Regions from separate parts of the Mus musculus genome. Here region 1 is linked to region 2. A link is a contact called in public HiChIP or PLAC-seq data. All regions are on one chromosome and are shown on one strand. The core of a region is the stretch at or near the end of the contact, and the rest is flanking DNA. Distances in the headings are between cores, read along the strand shown.

Region 1 (3,440 bases), core at 727-3,226, 180 kb before region 2:
AGTGATCACCTGAGTTACAGGGAGAAATTGACATTCAGAGGAATTCTTCTGGACCTGTGCAAAAGTTCCTTTTTTGTTTTGGGAAATAGTTATGGGGTTGAGCATAGCTATACAAACTGATTGAACTGGCTGCTTAATATCTGCAATTTACTTTTTTTATAAATCATTTATAATGTATTACAATCTCCATTCTTTCTTTTCCATAGCATTATTTTCCACTTTGAATGTTCTGAGTTTTTTGTTCTGTTTTGTTTTAATTTCTAAGTTTCAGTTCTTCAGACTCTGTTCCCTCAAACAGTGAGGTTCTATGATCTCTATTACAAGGACCTGTTTTATATTGCTAACCTATAAACTCTTGTTAGTATTCAGTCAGTTTCTTATTTTTTTACAGTACATGCAAATTGCCTTGGTTTGACTGATATTGTCCACTGTAGTCACCTTCTTTGATATTTGTTGTTCTTCTTATTTTCCTCTATTGTGGCTCCCTTGCTTCTTTTGATCTTTAATAACTTCATATCATATGAACACTGAACTGTATAAACATTTAAATTATTTTCTAGTGTGTATGTATCTTTATCATAAAGACACCTCCAACAGCTTTGTTCTATGAAACTAATGACAGACAGAATTTTCTTCTATTGTTTGAGACAGGATCTCATGTATATTCTAGGTTGCCCTGGAAATTACTATGTAGGTCAGGCTGGCTCAGACTTGATATGTAACACAGGTTGGCCTCTACTTTATTATCCTCATAACACAGGTCTCAAGTGCTAAGATTACTGGCATAAAAACCATACCTAATATACTGAGTTTGAAATAAATATTAATATTACATACTTTAAACCTGAAAGAAATGACCTTTTTGAAAAGTAAATTAAGGTAAAGAGATGAGTAATGAGAAGAGTTGATGGTGGTGATGTTTAAATAGATGCATTTTTCTTGTATACCTGATCTGATGATAATTATGAAGAACCACATAATCCAATATATGTAGTTAATATCATGAAAATTAGTGTGTAGATCTTCTTTTATGATTATCCACTTTCTAAACCGCTTTTAAGCTCTGCTAGAGCAAGGGTACTGAGGGAAAACAGGCATTTCTATAACATACAGAATTTAGGAACAGAAAATAAGTTCACACTGATTACAGAGAACAGATAGAGTTTGTAGTAGTTTTAAATCTGGTATGGATGATAAAGCAACATGCCATGCAAATCTTAGTCTGAAAAAGGACTTAGAAGATCCTGCAGAATACAGGAGTAGAGGGATGAGATTCCTGTTGCACAGAGTTGCAGGGATAGTGCCACAGAAGTGTGCCTTTCTGGACAGCTGATGAAATTTACTGCAGCTTTCCCCCTGGGATCTTACCCTGGGTTATAGGCCAGAGTGCTCACTAGGAAGGGTATGTATGCATCAGGGTCCTCATGCCTTGGACAAGGAAAGCACACAGCTGGCAACGCTAGCAATGACCAGATCTAGTATTCTGCTCTTCTCAGTGTACTGTTCTTGGCACTGCAGTTCATTTCTGTTCCATTTTAGGCTTGGAATGTGCTCATTATCTTCCGACTGTGCTCTCCCCCACTTCTTTTACTGATTAATCATCTTTCCTAGCTAATGTCATGGACCCAATAGGTCACCAGTTCTTTATTTTATTATTGAATTAATTGCCTACTTGGAAGTGCATTTTTCTACATTTCTATGGCTTTTTTTTGAATTTTTTGTTTAATATAATTATTCCTGTGATATCAGCTGACTCATTTCTACTGACATATTTTGTAGAACTCATGGAGTACTTGGCAGAACTACTTTGAGTCACAAATACTAAAGTAAACAATACATAGAGAACATTTAACAGACTTTGGCACCAGCCAAGCAAGCAAACCAAGAGATGTAATCTCTTTCTAGAGTGGACTACCCAATGACTAATGGAAAATTACAGAGATCACTTCTAGCTTTGACATTCCAACAAGGTGAGACTTTCACAAGAGATCAGGCATTAGTATGTAATAAATAACTAGAGCATGCAGGCAGAAAAACAAGCCTTGGATAAACAACGTGTGTCAGGAAGGTTCTACCTATTTCGTCATTTCTATTTCTATTTCCAGAATTTGGCTGGAAGAACCATTCAAAGTACATTCTGTAAAGACATCTTGGAGGGGTATTGTTGTTCTTTTTGTTTTTGTTTTTGTTTCGTTTTTGGTCAGGAATCTATGAGAACTATAGCAGTAAGTTTCCTGATTCCGTTTCATGAGGAAGCTTCTTCTTGAAGTAGATGGTAATTAACGCAGAGTTGCAGCTAGACATTGTACAGTGAGAGACTTTGGAGTGCTCAGCCCTAAATGGGATGTCCTATAAAACCCCTCCCTTCGAGGCTCAGGGCTTTATGTGGAACAGGAGACAGAAGGAGCCAAAGAACCAAAAGTGATGGGTGACTCCAATCCAACATGGCCAAAGCACATATGGATGAATTCAGAGAGACTGTGACATAGCATGCATCAGCTCTGCACAGGTTCAAACCAGACAAAATCCCATAGAGTAGTGAGCACGAAGTTGTACCTTAGCCACAAAGCTATTTACAATTGATACCAGCTGGAAAAGGAAACAGAAGCTTCTTTGGTGGAATTGGACAAAGTACACCCCCCCACACTCCAGGGCAGGCCTTTCCATGATCCTAACTCAAGTCCTCGTTCATTCAAATCCAGAGTTAACTTGAGTTTCTATTCAATATTTTATGGTCTAGAGACAGTTCTGGGAAAAATACATACTAAATTTCAAAAAATAATATACAACTCCCTTTTTATTATTCTCATCCTTAAACACCTTTGTTTACAGGAGAAAGCAGAATTGGACAGGGAATTCAAGACTATCCAATAGGTAGTTAGAATCTAAAGAAATATTTTAAGCATAATTTGGAATAAAATTTGCTATTATAAGTATTTAGCTTTCATTGTTTCATGCCAATCAGTGGGTGGAGCTTAAGAATTAATCCAAAGTGTTTCCATTTGTTCACTTATCAAATGGTATTGAGCATTATCTCTGTGTTAAGGGCTGCTCTAGACTAAAGGAAAATAAACATAAGCAGGGGTGGGTCTTGACTCCACTCAGCTTACACATCTGGGAATGCAGGCAAACTGGTTAAAACAGAGGACTGCCCTAAAAATGTCAAACAGTAGCAAGCTCAACAGAACAATGAGAGTCAGGGCAAAAAATAAAAGAAAGATGAGTACATTATTAATTTATGTGAATTCTTGTGAGGTTCTTCACTGGTACTTCAGTAGAGAGCTGATGAAACAGAGGAGCCTGACACGTGCTTCTTTGGAAAAGAACATCAAACAGAGGCATAGTAATGCTTCAGAGGTGGAGAATCAACATATCCTCAACCTGGAACTTAGGAAGAGCCCTGTGGATTTGAAGAATGAGTCCGGGGAGAGCTGAGGTCT
Region 2 (3,241 bases), core at 60-2,559:
GAAGCCTGGAAAGGGTAATGTAAATAAAGAAAATATCCAATTTATATATGTAATATATATAATATAAATATATATCTTATTTGTTTGATGCTTGTAATATTTTCTCATTTTATAATGTTACTATTGCTGTTTTCTTTTATCTCATAAATTCAAGCAAAGCATTATTTTTTACTGCAGTTGATTACAGCCTGCATATGTGTCATCTGTCTCTTCTCAAGGGTATAGGTTATTGTTTCCAACATTTTATGATATTCGGCTTATTTCGGTTTCTGTTCTCCTTAATTTTTATTGTCAACCTGACACAATCTAGAGTCACATAAAGGAGGGAGCCTCAGGTGAATTGTGTCCCTCAACTTATCTGGTTGCCAAGACTCTGAGAGATTGCTATGATTTGTGTCAGAGGTCCCTGTCCACTTTAGGTGGCACCAGCCCTTTTCGGGAGGGCCTAGATATACAGAAATGTTAGCTAAGCATGAATTGCAAATGAAACAGTAAGGAATGCTGCAGATCCTCTTGGTCCCTTGTCTGCGTAGAGCAGGTCTCTAGTTGCAGATGGACAAGGAGTCAGCGAATAAATGACAGACAGACACAGCACAGGAGATTGTGTAGAATCTGAATGTAATTTTTCAGGTTGAGCATCATACTTTTTATACAGAAGAATAATAAGAAACCAGGCAAGATACATCCACCCAGTTACAGTGACACAAAACATAAGGAATGTATACATCAAAGGATGGCAGGGACCAGTCCCTGCTGTTTACCTCTAAGAAGGGTGCCAGGTGTCTATTGTTAAACCCACCTCCAGGGGTTCTTAGTAAAATGCCTGATTGTGCTGTTTCTTTGGGCCTAGTGAAGAAGCAAGTCTCAGGGGGATTCCCTAACTCTTTCATGGTAAACCCACCTATTTGCTAGGCCATTGTGAATTCCCTTGTCTGGGTAAGATTGGCTATTGTCTCAAGTAAACACTCTGCAGACCTCCACTGAGATATTCTGGCTCCATTCTTTGTAATGCCTAATTAGTTTCACCATCTCTACTAGAAGTAAATTTGAATGTTACTGAATAGGTAACCTTCTTACTGCATTCCTACTGAGTTCCAAGTTTGTTGCCTTCAAGGATTATCTGGGATGTTGGAACACTGGCGAAGGCTTAGTTATGTCAGAATTCAATCTTAAAAGGCACTTAAAATAAAATACTAAAAGAGAGCACGTGGATCCATACACCAGACTAACGCAGGGATAGGGTGTGAGTATGCGGGTTATGAGAACGCCAAAGTTCCAGGAGGTGAGTTTCTCTGAAACTCTTTGCCTTGTGAGTGTTCCCAGGCCTCTCTGCCTGCCAAGCAAACATCACTGGAGAGTGCATAGCAAAGCAACATTCCTCTGTGGGTTTTTGTGGTTTTCTGTCCTCACTTCCCTGGATGATAGACTCTAACTCTTTCCTCTTCTTGTGGACTTTGGTCAGTGTTTTATCATAATGATAGAAAGAAACTAGAAATGTTTAATTTGTACTGTGTGAAAATCTCCTTACTAGACCAGACACAGTTATTTCAAGTGTAATGTTTAATTTTCTGATTTTAAGATTTCTTATTATTATTAATAGTGTAGCAACATACTCACCACTATATATTTAATATTATTTCTTTATCTCTGGTCTATAGGGATAATAAACATGCCTTAGTAACTAAAGTACGTTTTGAGAAGGATTACTGTAGCATGAACTCTCCTCTCTCTTACTCCTTTTTCTCTCCTTGGATTTCAGTGAAGTATTATTTAAGTCTTACCCCTATATTATTAATTTAATCTCTTTCATTTTAGTATTTAAAATAGCTTTGGTCTTATATTTTGCATCATATATAATCTTATTGTCTATTTAATTGAATCTCTCCTGCTTTGTCTACTTACAACTGAAGCCATCCATCTGATTCCTTTTTTTTTTAAATTTTTTATTAGGTATTTAGCTCATTTACATTTCCAATGCTATACCAAAAGTCCCCCATACCTACCCAGCCCCACTCCCCTACCCACCCACTCCCCCTTTTTGGCCCTGGCGTTCCCCTGTACTGGGGCTGAAAGTATAACAACATAAAAACAGAATTCTAGGCCTTTAGGCCCAGGCTTGGGAATGTGGCCTTTGTAAAGGTATGCTAATCATAAAAGAGATAGCGACATTCCTCTACCCACCCGCTTCCTGGGTTCAAAGAGTGCTCATTCAAAGAAAGTCACCCAGAACCTGCAATGCAAATGTGCTATTGTTAGGGGCTCTTAGAAGCTGTTTTGAGAGTTAACAATTATCAGGTATTCCTTGTGACTCTTGTAACTTTACACTTCCTTGTGACTCTTAACTGGTATCTTTGGTATCTTCCAACAACGCCCTCCCCACTTCCTTGAGTTTCGGTTTCTTCCTTTAAATACCCCCTTACCCAGCTACTCGGGGCGCCACGGTCCTCTACCCCTGCGTGGTGTATGACCATGGGCCCGAGAGCGCTCTTGAATAAAAATCCTCTTGCAATTTGCAGCAAGACCCGTTTCTTGTGGGTGATTTTGGGGTGTCGCCTCTCCTGAGTCAGAACGTGGGGGAGTCCTCACTTTGAGGGTCTTTCAGGGCATACAAATTTTGCATGTCCAATGGGCCTCTCTTTCCAGTGATGGCCGACTAGGCCATCTTTTGATACATATGCAGCTAGAGTCAAGAGCTCCGGGGTACTGGTTAGTTCATAATGTTGTTCCACCTATAGGGTTGCAGATCCCTTTAGCTCCTTGGGTACTTTCTCTAGCTCCTCCATTGGGAGCCCTGTGATCCATCTATTAGGTGACTGTGAGCATCCACTTCTGTGTTTGCTAGGCCCCGGCATAGTCTCACAAGAGACAGCTACATCTGGGTCCTTTCGATAAAATCTTGCTAGTGTATGCAATGGTGTCAGCGTTTGGATGCTGATTATGGGGTGGATCCCTGGATATGGCAGTCTCTACATGGTCCATCCTTTCATCTCAGCTCCAAACTTTGTCTCTGTAACTCCTTCCAAGGGTGTTTTGTTCCCACTTCTAAGGAGGGGCATAGTGTCCACACTTCAGTCTTCATTTTTCTTGAGTTTCATGTGTTTAGGAAATTGTATCTTATATCTTGGGAATCCTAGGTTTTGGGCTAATATCCACTTATCAGGGAGTACATATTGTATGAGTTCCTTTGTGAATGTGTTACCTCACTCAGGATGATGCCCTCCAGGTCCATCCATTTGGCTAG

The links. HiChIP or PLAC-seq counts read pairs in DNA pulled down with a chosen protein or histone mark.
Region 1: a FOXA1 HiChIP or PLAC-seq map of pancreatic cancer cells shows a contact between it and region 2. The contact joins two enhancer-like sites. A contact is called at or near these places in 1 of 484 Hi-C or Micro-C datasets (liver) and 3 of 115 datasets of contacts at active chromatin or transcription factors (embryonic stem cells, kidney and pancreatic cancer cells).

The regions. Positions count from the first base shown.
Region 1 is chr6:13,051,062-13,054,501 of GRCm38.p6, reverse strand. No RefSeq gene overlaps it. Among named protein-coding and RNA genes, the nearest start is that of Tmem106b, 17 kb to the left of the region's middle. Within about 2 kb of position 1,976, at least 58 of the 459 cell types and tissues checked have an H3K27ac peak or open chromatin away from gene starts, as enhancers often do. A contact at or near this core is called in kidney and pancreatic cancer cells, where this site is marked.
Region 2 is chr6:12,874,674-12,877,914 of GRCm38.p6, reverse strand. No RefSeq gene overlaps it. Among named protein-coding and RNA genes, the nearest start is that of Thsd7a, 130 kb to the right of the region's middle. Within about 2 kb of position 1,309, at least 18 of the 459 cell types and tissues checked have an H3K27ac peak or open chromatin away from gene starts, as enhancers often do. A contact at or near this core is called in kidney and pancreatic cancer cells, where this site is marked.